Linked DNA regions of Mus musculus: regions 1, 2 and 3 are each linked to region 4. Evidence: chromatin contacts called from public Hi-C and HiChIP or PLAC-seq data. All regions are on one chromosome and are shown on one strand. The core of a region is the stretch at or near the end of the contact, and the rest is flanking DNA. Distances in the headings are between cores, read along the strand shown.

Region 1 (2,700 bases), core at 99-2,598, 310 kb before region 4:
CCAGTAAGTAGTCCTACAGTCACTCACAGACTGCGTCAGGTGCTGAGTGTGCACAGTGGATTCAAGAAAGAGAATGCACATGATGCTGGGGGGGCCATGGTAGTGGAGTGGATTTAATCTAAGTAGATGTGTATTGTGAAACTCAAATTACAGAACAAAAAGGAACTGTAAATGGCAAATGACATATAAATTTTTTCTTCTTTAAATAATGAACGAGCATAGTTTTTATAGCCACTGACTGTGCATCTCTGAGCAAGTTCCCTGATACCAGCCACAATTAGCTTATCTGAAAAATGGAAATTTTCCTCACTAAGCTAATAATAAGAACCAGAAACGGCAAGGTACATAGAGGTGCCTTAGCACAGGTGGGACAACCTTGAGATCCCTTCCCAGATTCTACAGATTAGGAGAGAGCGGACTCTGACCTCCACTCTTCCACGCACACGTGCACTGAAAGCCGCTGTCGTCTTTACTGTGTTTTCCTTCTGTTGTGACCATCAGTTGTCTGGACATCCTTGGAGACTGGTGTGCTGGGAGAGGCGGGGAAGGTAACAAAACATCCATGAGCGAGCATCAGTACCTGAATCAGGAGTGGAAACATAAGTCCTTCATACTCACTAACCAGTCCTGTGTGTTCTTTAAGCTTCTCTGTTCGGTGGTAGGACAAAGGAACGGACAATGGAGGCAGAGGCATGTACTTGAGTTGTTAAGTCTCTTCCTTCTAGCAGCACAGGTGTACAGGCAAGACAGTCCCTTTGACTCCTTTGCCCCATTTGCCCCCTTTGCCCCCTTTGCCCCCTTTACCCCCTTTGCCCTCTTTGCCTAGGTGCTGTAGTGGGACTGAGTCCACAAAGGGGTAATTGCCTCACTTCAGCAGCCACTGCACCAAGAAGTAGAAGCCGTTCATCACGAGGACAGACAGGGAATTTGTAACTGCTAATAGTCTTGGCAGCACTAGTAAGTAATAAAAACAAATTAAGTGCCAGAATATTCTTTGTACCAAAAATATTTTTAAATGGCCAACACACATGCAAATCTTCCCAAATTAGCCATCAAGTGGAAACAAATTGTGAAATAACATTTTAACTGCATAAATAGATGTGCTTTTACCAACTGGCAGATATACAGCATAAAATATATTCATATGCAAAGGCCACATATGCTTAGAGTGCAGTTTATTATGTATGGCTGGCTAATTTTTTAGGTCCTGTCAAATAGTGAATAGGAAAACAAAATGTAATAAAAAAATATAATCTTGACAGTCATTTGAAATGTACCATGTGCTCCATGTGGAATGTCTTCCAGGGAAACCAATTTACTTGTTCCCACTTCCCATGACTCAGTACTAGATACTCAGGCTCTCTAAACTATTTTTTGGCAACCAACCTTTCTTGGAATAGTCATCTTTCTTTCAAGTTATTCACTACAGGCATTAGTAATAAATCCTTAGTTATAGATATATAACTAAAAATCATTCGCATGGTCTCTTTCAAATCTAAAAGCTCATACTAAAGTTATTTTAAATAGATCACACAAAACAGAGCCAACTCTTCCTTGGGAATAATTAATTGCTACCATATGAAGCTGTAAGAACAATGTGACCATGTTCAATTGTTAGTTTTGTTATGTCACTACTTATCTAGAAACTAGCTGGGGAATGTCAGCTTTAACTGAGAGACAAAGGAAGTGAGTGAGCCGAAAGTGGGGTTGTTTACAAATGGGCCCTTGCACACTCCTCTAAATGAAAGAACTGGTGCACGCGAGTGATGTAGAATAGCACAGCATAGAGCTTACGCTGTTATCTCCTTGCCAGCTAACTCTGTTCATTAACTAGGGGTGTAGGTAGTACAGGAGGGTGAGCCAGAGCCCCTCTCACACTAAGCAAGAGCTATACCCCAGCTGTCTGAAACCATTTGAAAACATTGCTCATGATATGCTATACGCAAGCCTCTAAGCAGCTTAACAGTTCCTTAAGAATATTAAGCCAAGAACATGGCATACAAAAAAGTCTGAAAGAAGTAGCTATGGATTTCTTTTAAAACCTCAGCCATTGACCCTATCTCTTGTACATCGAGACTTAGTTGCAACAGAGCCCTTGCTTTCCCTCCTCCATGGTCACTATCTAAACTGAGATTTATCCCTTCCTGTCTAAAGACTGATCTGTATCTATTCCTCTCTATCCTCCAGTCAGCTCCCTATTTTAGATTCCTAGCCAGTCTACATTCCTAACTCATCACTAAAGTCAGTTTATTATGACCCTGGAGTAAGTTGTGCATCAACACAGTTAACACCCCTTGCAGTCTCTGCAATATCCAGCTCCTCACTGTTTCTACTAGAGTGGCTTATTGTTGTTGTCACTTGAGTTTGTCCAGAGAAGAACTCATGATTGCCCGCCCCATCCCAGTGGATGCCATCAGCACTATGCAGTTGCTCAGGCCACCGTGGCATGGCGTCACCCTCGTATCTGAGCAGTCCAGACTGACTGTTAGGTCCCAGGAACATCCCCTGCTAACCCAGTCTCTAATATCTTGACCTTAAATCTCCTAATGGGTTGCCTTCCTGCCATACTTACCACTTAAATTCATTTTCTATATTATCTAGAATCTTTTAGAAATGTAAACTTTACTGCATCATTTCTATGTTCTCCAAATGGCATTAAGATAAAATTAAATCCTTACTTTGGCTTAAAAACAATTTAGT
Region 2 (2,700 bases), core at 85-2,584, 490 kb before region 4:
TACCTGTGTTAGTAATTATACTGATATTACTGACTCAGATAAACCTTTGCCTTGTATTTCCTGTTTGCTCACTTGCCTAAACAGTCTATCTAATTGATGTACTAAATGGTTCTCACAGTATTTGTGAGCAAAAAGTGTATTTTCACTTCGAGTTTCACCTTGGTTCCGTCTAAGTGTTGTTTGCCTCTTTCACAGTTATCAAGGTTCTAAATCTATAGTTGTTTCACTTTCTGCTTTAGTTTTTATTTCATCATAGAGTGCTGTGTTTTAGACATATCATGCTTCTCCTGGGATGAGTGGTTCCTGATGAGGCTCACTTAAAACAGCTAAGGCAAAGAAGGAAGGTATTGATTTTCATGTTTAAAATGCTTTAAATGCAAACATTTCCTCATGTGGCCCAACAATTAAAAGCAGGTTAAATAAGCCAGAAAGGTAGGCTTTAAAGCTACCTTCCCAGCTATAAAGTAACTGAAGAAATCACTCAAGACATTTCCTTATGCAAGTTCACAGTTTCATTATTCTTGCTTGTATATGAATAAAATGTTGGTAAATCCACTACTTTCTATAATAAAATTTTAATCTAATTCATGAATGCTTGTCAGCAAGTCGTTTTATATTTGTATTTTACCTTGACTTCATAGAGTAGCCTACTGAGAGCATACTTGGCTGTAGCAGAGTTCTGTTCTTGGGTCTGGCTTTGTATGTAACGCAAGTATGTCATTTTTCTTCCATATGCACCTCATTTACTGCTGCGTGTCTATTGCAGTTGAGACTTCATATGGCAGGTAGTGTCTGCAGCCTAGAAAGACAGTTAGCAAGTCCACTAATTGTACTTGTGCGGTATAGTCTATTCTCCAGGCTTACTATTTATTGATTTAATTGATGCCTTCTGCTTAATCAGATGCTTTTCCCACATGGATCTATTAAGCTTGGCATATAATGCAAGATCTGTGAAATGTAAACACTGGTCATACTATGAGGACCTATAATCAAGCCAGACCGCCTGCATTTGAAAGTGGCCCAGCTGCATGAGATGGAGTTTTCTGTTTGATCTTTTTTGCAATGGGCCTTTTAAATTATTGTGTTTACTAAGATGTCCACATGCTAATATTTATTATGATAGTTCATCTCCATTTCTGCCATTTGCTACCCACCCTCCTCCCACCTCTCTCCTGTCATATTCGTCCTCCAACCCTTTCCGACAAGCTTTATTCTTGCTTTTTCATTTTCTCAATTCTAACTTTCTTTTTTTGGACTAATCAAAGTCAGACCATACCAAGTGTGCTGCTGAAACAGCTGGAAATAATCTCCTAGCTTTTGCATTCTTTGGGCAGCACGGTTGGGGAAGCATGAATTGTGCCTTCGTAGGATGTTCATAGGATGGCTTAACACCCAGCTCTCCTCTGTTCTGTTTGTGGCAGATCCTAAGGGCTCCTTGAGAAGCAGCAGGAGTATCTTTTCTTTCAAAACTTTGTGTTCATATTCTCACCACTACCTTTCTCAGTGCCCTTGGGAGTGCCACATGGGCAGGAGGCCGTACACCAGCCCTGAGCTTTAACTGACCTTACAGGTTTTAAAATACTTACAGTATGGAAAGTTGTATATTATGTTTCAATGTTTAATAATAGGTAAACAGTTCTTATAGTTGATTTATTGTTAAAAGTCATTGAATTTTGAAGGAGCTAGAGAAAGTACCCAAGGAGCTGAAGGGATCTGCAACTCTATAGGAGGAACAACAATATGAACTACATGTCTTGAGCTGTATATGAAGCAGAGGATGTCCTAGTCGGTCATCATTGGGAGGAGAGGCCCTTGGTCTTGAGAAGATCATATGCCCCAGTACAGGGGAATGCCAGGGCCAGGAAGCAGGAGTGGGTGGGATCAATTTTGTGGAATTAGATCATTATATGGTTTTATTGTTAAGTACATATACTTAATAAAAACAATATAGTTATATTAAAGTAAGTTGATTATTTTTTCATTGTGATTTTTAATTGTGGTAAACAGAAAACGGAAATAGACTTACAAAAGCATCAAATTTTTTTATTATTTTTTATTTTAAATGTAACTTTATTGTTCTTTTTCTCATTTATTGGTTTTTTTTTGTAAGATATCGGCATCCTATTTCCACGAATATCTCATTGTGCATCACAGATCCACATGTAATACTCATGTCACTTCCCTTTGTTACAGTGAATCAGGCAGCAAAGGAAGACACAATGGTTTTGAAGGTTGGCTCTATTGCCATGGCTCCTCAGGCTGATAATCCGCTTGGCAGATCTGTCCTCAGGAAAGATATTTACCAGTAAGTTGATTTTATTACGTTCCGTCTTGCAACAATTTTGTTCTGCAGAGAAGTACAATGATCAATAAAACTTGCATGGCCTCTAGAAATATTTTTTACTGGGGATCTTTTGATATTTCAAACTAGGCTTTTCTGATTTTCCTCAGTTGTGGGTTTTTAAATTCATTCAGACAAATCAAGTATTCCTGTGAAGTGTTGATGAGCAGCAGACTGTAAGTACCAAGTCCTCATGAACTGAAGAAACATAGCATGGAAAGTTTAGCAGCCTTCATATTTGACCAATTCTCTAATCACGTAAGAAATGAGGTCCTTTCTAGAACTACCACATCCTACTGGAGTCTTGTTGTATCAAAGTGAAACATTTTCTTAATTTAGGCATAAGCCATTATTTGAAG
Region 3 (2,700 bases), core at 72-2,571, 260 kb before region 4:
GACCCACTTTCTGCCCCTTCTCCAGCCTTTTGCTTCTCACTGAGTGTACTTAAGGTGATTGGCAGGCTTGCGCCTCCCTCTACCCTGTCTGCCAGGTGAGCTACGCACTGACCTGCTTCCACAGTTTTTATTGCACACATCTTTAGCTCAAGCACCTCACCATTTCCAGCTGCTCACTGGTTCCCAGCCTATGTGTCCCCTCTTTAAATATCATCAACTGTATATGATCAGAACAAAATTCATTTTTTTTCTTTAAAGACTCCTTACTTTCGCTGTCATACTAAACTGATGACTTCATCTGTAATGAACATCAGCATTATCTCCCAAAAGAATACATATTTCTGGTTAATGACATCCAAATTGATGAACCTTTTGTATATTATGTATCATCTTTTAGATTATCATCTGCGGAAGACAGATCATCTGTAGCTATTTGTCTCAGAGTATAGAACTGAAAGTTGTCCAGCATTACATTGGTCAAGATGGACAAGCTGTAGTTCGAGAACACTTTGATTGCCTCACAGCCAAACAGAAGTTGCCTTCGTACATATTAGAAAACAACGAACTGACAGAGCTGTGTGTGAAGGCTAAGGGAGACGAGGACTGGTCAAGAGATGTGTGTCTGGAACCCAAAGCCTCTGAGTATAGCACTGTCATCCAGGTATGAGAGTCCCTGATATCTGGAAAAGAGTGACTTTAAACACAGAAATGTTCTCATTGTGCATTTACTTTATGTAGCCCATACTTTGTAATAAAATCACAACTGGTTTATGCAGAAAGTGAAATCTAAGAAAGAAAACAAAACAACAACAACAAAAAAAAAAAAAAAAACTGGTCAGTGATTCCGGCAATGGCTCCCGTCTCTGGGCTTCCCAGAGGTGGGACTGGAATCTTGACCTCCCCACTTGAGCATCTTTGTGATGATTGATGGTTTTTAGTCTCTGTCTGAATCTTCACCACCTTCATCTTCGTCCATTTAAGAACTGGATCTCTTCATTCTTCCCCCATCTCACGTCACTATCCATGTGCAGACTTCTTCACCTTTGCAGAAAGGAGTCCCTTTTCATTTTAAGTCTGGTTTTACTTCCTTAGTATTCCTAGTGGCTTTTTCCTGTAACTGTAACTTCTTTCATCATCTAAACTGATACTCCGTATATTTTGCTTAATTATCAGGCTGTTTTGGATCTTACAGGGCCTTTCCTATCTCGTGTGCAGGTGCCTACTTCAAACAGTTCCATTATTTATGTGTGGTGCACAGTTTTGACTTTGGAACCCAACTCTCAAGTTCAGCAGCGAATGGTGAGTGCTTTCCCAATCCTGAGGCATGGTGTCCAACACTGACCTTTCCTGTTCTCAAATGAATAAGGTCACAGTGACCCAGGGAGGAGATTTATTACACGTATGTTTCAGCATCAAACAGCTGGAATACTGCAACAAAGCAAATATGAAAGTTGTTTCTGTCCTTTTATTTTTATAGATCGTGTTCAGCCCTCTCTTTATCATGAGAAGTCATCTTCCAGACCCCATTATTATACATTTGGAAAAAAGAAGTCTGGGTCTGAGTGAAACACAGATTATTCCAGGAAGAGGGCAGGAAAATCCACTGCAAAATGTCGAACCTGACCTTGTACATCACCTGACATTTCAAGCACGGTATGAGCAAAGCGGATTTTCCCAAGAAGTAAAGTAGCCTCAAGCTGTTCTGGTTACATGGTGCAGCCTTACTTACATTCTGACCTGAGAAAAATGTTAAGTAAGGCTCTACATAGAATCTGGCCGTTTTCATTAAGCTTATAAATAACCAAGTAGAATCATAAAATGTAATTTATTTTAGATTTTATTGACACCTTCCTGCAGAGAAGAGATGACTAGAGATCTCACCCAAGCATGGGTATGTGGGAAGAAGAGCCAGGACACAGGCCATCTAAAAATTGTGTCATAAATCTCCAACTCACTGAAGGGAGAGAGGGAGGGAAGGAGGAAGAAAGAGGAAAGAGGAGGGAGAATACCCCACAGAACAGTGTGAATCTAACTACATTTCTAGGTTTTGTTTTTTGGTTTTTTTTTTTTTTTTTTTTTTTTTTGGTAAATTATAAATTACTTAAGCGGGCTGGAGAGATGGCTCAGTGGTTTAGAGCACTGACTGCTCTTCCAGAGGTCCTGAGTTCAAATCCCAGCAATCACATGGTGACTCACAACCATCTGTAATGCGATCCGATGCCCTCTTCTGGTGTGTCTGAAGACAGCAACAGCAACAGTGTACTACTTATATATAATAAATAAATAAATCACTCTTAAAAATCTGTTACTGTTTTCTCTTTTCACTTCCTAGGGAAGAATATGACCCTTCCGATTGTGCGGTTCCCATATCAACAGCCCTCATTAAGCAAATAGCCACTAAGATACAGCCTGGAGGCACAGTTAATGAGATGCTTGATGAGTTCTATGGGCCAGAAAAGTCCCAGGAGCCCACTTGGCCTTACAGTAACAAAGATTCTGACAGGTGACATTCTTCATTCGTTTTCTATATGTACTTCTAAACATTAAGAAGCCTCCCAGAGCTCTGTCTCTAGCTGCATATGTAGCAGAGGATGGCCTAGTCAGCCATCAATGGGAGGAGAAGCCCTTGGTCTTGCAAAGATTATATGCCCCAGTACAGGGGAATGCCAGGGCCAGGAGATGGGAGTGGATGGGTTGGGG
Region 4 (2,700 bases), core at 5-2,504:
CTGTGCCCTGGGGCAAGCTCCTCGTGTAAGCAATATGCTTTCTAGAAGAGTCTCTAAAGACAGCACTCTCCCAAATGATAAATAGATTTGGCAAATATTTAGTATGCTCAATTTCTCCAAAATTCTGACCTGAGAACAATGTCTAGAAAACAATTTAAACACTTACAAATAGATGACTGGTTTCTGTTGCTGTTTTTGTGTTTGTCTGTTTTGGTTGTTTGGTTGATTAGTTTTGGGTTTTTTGGCTTTGTTATTTTATTATTTATTGATTGACTGGGTGGTGTTGTTGTTGTTGAGACAGGGTTTTTCTGTATAGCCCTGGCGGTCCTGGAACTTGCTCTGTAGACCAGGCTGGCCTCAAACTCAGAGAAATCCTCCTGCCTCTGCTGGAGTTTAAAGACCTGAGTGCTACCATGGGGGTGGAGGTGAGGGAGGGCTGGTATTTTTTAAGACAGGATCTCACATAGCCTTGAATTTGCTATGTCACAAAGGATGACCCCGACTCCCAGCCCTTCTTTCCCATCTCTAATGCTGGGGTGAGCAACTTTACCTACTAATGTTTACTGCAACCAGGAGCTGCCCTGCACATCACAACAAAGCCATGGAGACAGCCGGCCTGCCCCCATAGGGACAGCAAGGGTACGGAGAAACTACATGAGGTCTTTTACAGAAGAAAGCTTTAGCCCGAAGAGAATGTAAAAAAAAAGACCCGTTCTCGCCACTGTGTACTCACAAACTCTTCTTCTGTAACTTCTGGCGGCTCTGGAAGGAGACAAAACGTTACCTTTTCGTACTCAGATCTTCCTTTTAGACTAACTGAAATCATCTGCGACAGCCCCTGGCGCTACTGTATATACATATATCCCGGGTGAGCTCAGTAAAATGTTCATTATCCGCACATGGATTACATTTTAAGGTAGGATTCCAGGTGAAGGTGGGGAGGAAAGACCTTTGGACTTTGGCTTGGGACCCACTGTCACCCCAGAGCTAACCTAAGGCCCCCATTTGCAAAAGGAGAGCTTAGCGTGGTTAGCGCACAAGGTAATAGCGACTGCCCTGGGGGTTCGTATAAAAGGCAGGGAGCTGGGGCTGGGGACCCGGGCTTGGGCTGGAGGCTTGGGGCTGGGGTCGAGCGCGGTCCGGGTGCCCGAGCACTGCGGCAGGGCGCCGGGGCCCACCTACCCGCCGAGAGCCGCTTCTCCGGCATCCTGTCGGGGGAACCCAGCTGCCCGGCCCCGCTGTCTGGGGAGCGACTGCCGCCCCACGGCACGCGGCCTGGGGCTGCCCGCTGTTGCCATAGAGCTGGACAAAGCAGAGGCGCCTGGGCCAGGGGTGGCGGCTGGGGAGCGGCCGTTACTGTGGAGATCGCACGGCTCCTGGTGGGGAAGGGCTGTTGCGGGGGCGGGGGGAGCAGATCCTCCCACAGCGAAGGACCGCAGAGCCAGGCCTCAGTTTCCTTAGGTCAGACGCCTGTAGCAAAAGGTTTTTCATAAACGCTGACCACTAGGAATTACCCGAACTGGGGACCACAGATTACAGTTACCCTAAAATGTGTGTTCAGGAAAGGAGTTAGGAAAACAGAGCCCTGTGTACTGTGGCACACACCTGCAATCCTAACAGTTAACAAAAGAAGGCAGGAGAATAGAGTTACAGCTTGTTCTCAGTTACTAAGAGTTTAAAGCCAGCCTGAGCTACAGTAAAGCAAAACCACAAACAAACAAACAAAAAAGAATTTATTTAAATAGAAAAGATAAAAATTTAAACACAATTATTCTAAATACTAAAAATATTTATGTCCCAAAAATAATTTATGTCCCCCCCCCCAAATTTGTGTTTTAGTTGAGATAGGTTCTCATGTAGCCCAGGCTGGCCCTGAACTTCTGATCCTCCTGCCTCCACGTTGCTTGTACAGGTTTTGCAGGTCTTTGCCCCAACCCTGGCCAGAAAATGAAGCTCAAAGTCCCTGTCTGGGAATGGGTATGACTTGGGTGTGGAGTGATAGGGTGGGGTATAGCTCCTGTTAGACATTTGCATTGGAAATACTGCTTCCTAATTGTTTTATAAAACTTATCCCATTCTGTAGTTCTGAATTTCCTCAGTGGTACCAAATAAACCCCAAAGCTAACTGCTTGCCCCTTCCCAGCAGTACTTCCAATGCAAATGTCTAACAGGAGCTATACCCCACCCTATCACTCCACACCCAAATCATACCCATTCCCAGACAGGATCTTTGAGCTTCATCTTCTGACCGGGGTTGGGGCAAAGACCTGCAAAATCTGTACTAGGAAGGTGGAGGCAGGGGGATCAGAAGTTTAAGGCCAGCCTGGGCTACTTGAGAACCTATCTCAACTAAAACACAGATTTTGGGGGGGGACATAAATTATTTTTGGAACATAAATCTTATGACCGTTAAATGATACATCTTCCGAGTAACTCAAAGTTTCCCCCTAGAACTTTCCCTCCAAACCCCACATTCAGGTAAATACTGGATTCAGCCAGTTCTACCTTAACATATTTCTGCATTTGGGCTCTGCTCTCATTTTCCCAAGAGCACCCACACACAGCCTTAGCGCTAGCTCCCATCTGGTCTGCTGTAAAAGCTTCCTAACTTGTCAGTCTTCCAGGCTTAGCTCCCAGCTAGGAGTTCTCTTTAAATCCATTATCCATGCTGAAAGCAAAACCAGCTATCTAAATGCAAAT

What was found. Hi-C and Micro-C count contacts between places; a contact is called where the count stands out from the background. HiChIP or PLAC-seq counts read pairs in DNA pulled down with a chosen protein or histone mark.
Region 1: a contact with region 4 is called in a Hi-C map of uterus, with 4 times the contacts expected there. The contact joins the enhancer-like site here to the promoter of Rgs22 in region 4. A contact is called at or near these places in 8 of 39 promoter capture datasets (cranial neural crest, embryonic stem cells, frontonasal cranial neural crest and 4 more), 7 of 484 Hi-C or Micro-C datasets (B cells, embryonic fibroblasts, peritoneal macrophages and 1 more), 1 of 115 datasets of contacts at active chromatin or transcription factors (large pre-B cells) and 1 of 9 other capture datasets (adipose tissue).
Region 2: a contact with region 4 is called in an H3K4me3 HiChIP or PLAC-seq map of craniofacial prominence, with 5 times the contacts expected there. The contact joins the enhancer-like site here to the promoter of Rgs22 in region 4. A contact is called at or near these places in 10 of 39 promoter capture datasets (the 3T3-L1 cell line, the C10 cell line, embryonic stem cells and 7 more), 1 of 15 datasets of contacts at CTCF or cohesin (large pre-B cells), 3 of 484 Hi-C or Micro-C datasets (CD4 T cells and embryonic stem cells), 2 of 115 datasets of contacts at active chromatin or transcription factors (craniofacial prominence and embryonic stem cells) and 1 of 9 other capture datasets (embryonic stem cells).
Region 3: a contact with region 4 is called in a Hi-C map of uterus, with 2.5 times the contacts expected there. The contact joins the enhancer-like site here to the promoter of Rgs22 in region 4. A contact is called at or near these places in 10 of 39 promoter capture datasets (the C10 cell line, frontonasal cranial neural crest, hematopoietic stem and progenitor cells and 6 more), 5 of 484 Hi-C or Micro-C datasets (cerebral cortex and uterus), 2 of 115 datasets of contacts at active chromatin or transcription factors (embryonic stem cells and fibro-adipogenic progenitors) and 1 of 9 other capture datasets (embryonic stem cells).

The regions. Positions count from the first base shown.
Region 1 is chr15:35,825,578-35,828,277 of GRCm38.p6, forward strand. The region is part of intron 39 of Vps13b (vacuolar protein sorting 13B); the gene reads left to right. Among named protein-coding and RNA genes, the nearest start is that of Gm41292, 60 kb to the right of the region's middle. Within about 2 kb of position 1,349, at least 21 of the 459 cell types and tissues checked have an H3K27ac peak or open chromatin away from gene starts, as enhancers often do. A contact at or near this core is called in adipose tissue and uterus, where this site is marked.
Region 2 is chr15:35,650,062-35,652,761 of GRCm38.p6, forward strand. It overlaps Vps13b (vacuolar protein sorting 13B), which reads left to right. Exons shown (of 62, transcript NM_177151.4): 30 at 2,194-2,305. Among named protein-coding and RNA genes, the nearest start is that of Mir599, 9.5 kb to the right of the region's middle. Within about 2 kb of position 1,335, at least 14 of the 459 cell types and tissues checked have an H3K27ac peak or open chromatin away from gene starts, as enhancers often do. A contact at or near this core is called in craniofacial prominence, where this site is marked.
Region 3 is chr15:35,875,165-35,877,864 of GRCm38.p6, forward strand. It overlaps Vps13b (vacuolar protein sorting 13B), which reads left to right. Exons shown (of 62, transcript NM_177151.4): 45 at 398-661; 46 at 1,216-1,299; 47 at 1,478-1,653; 48 at 2,333-2,503. All of the region lies in intron 2 of Gm41292 (a long non-coding RNA gene), which reads right to left. Among named protein-coding and RNA genes, the nearest start is that of Gm41292, 10 kb to the right of the region's middle. Within about 2 kb of position 1,322, at least 4 of the 459 cell types and tissues checked have an H3K27ac peak or open chromatin away from gene starts, as enhancers often do. A contact at or near this core is called in uterus, where this site is marked.
Region 4 is chr15:36,139,146-36,141,845 of GRCm38.p6, forward strand. Rgs22 (regulator of G-protein signalling 22) reads right to left here and starts at 1,255. Exons shown (of 28, transcript NM_001195748.1): 1 at 1,183-1,255; 2 at 734-762. The coding sequence starts at 1,207.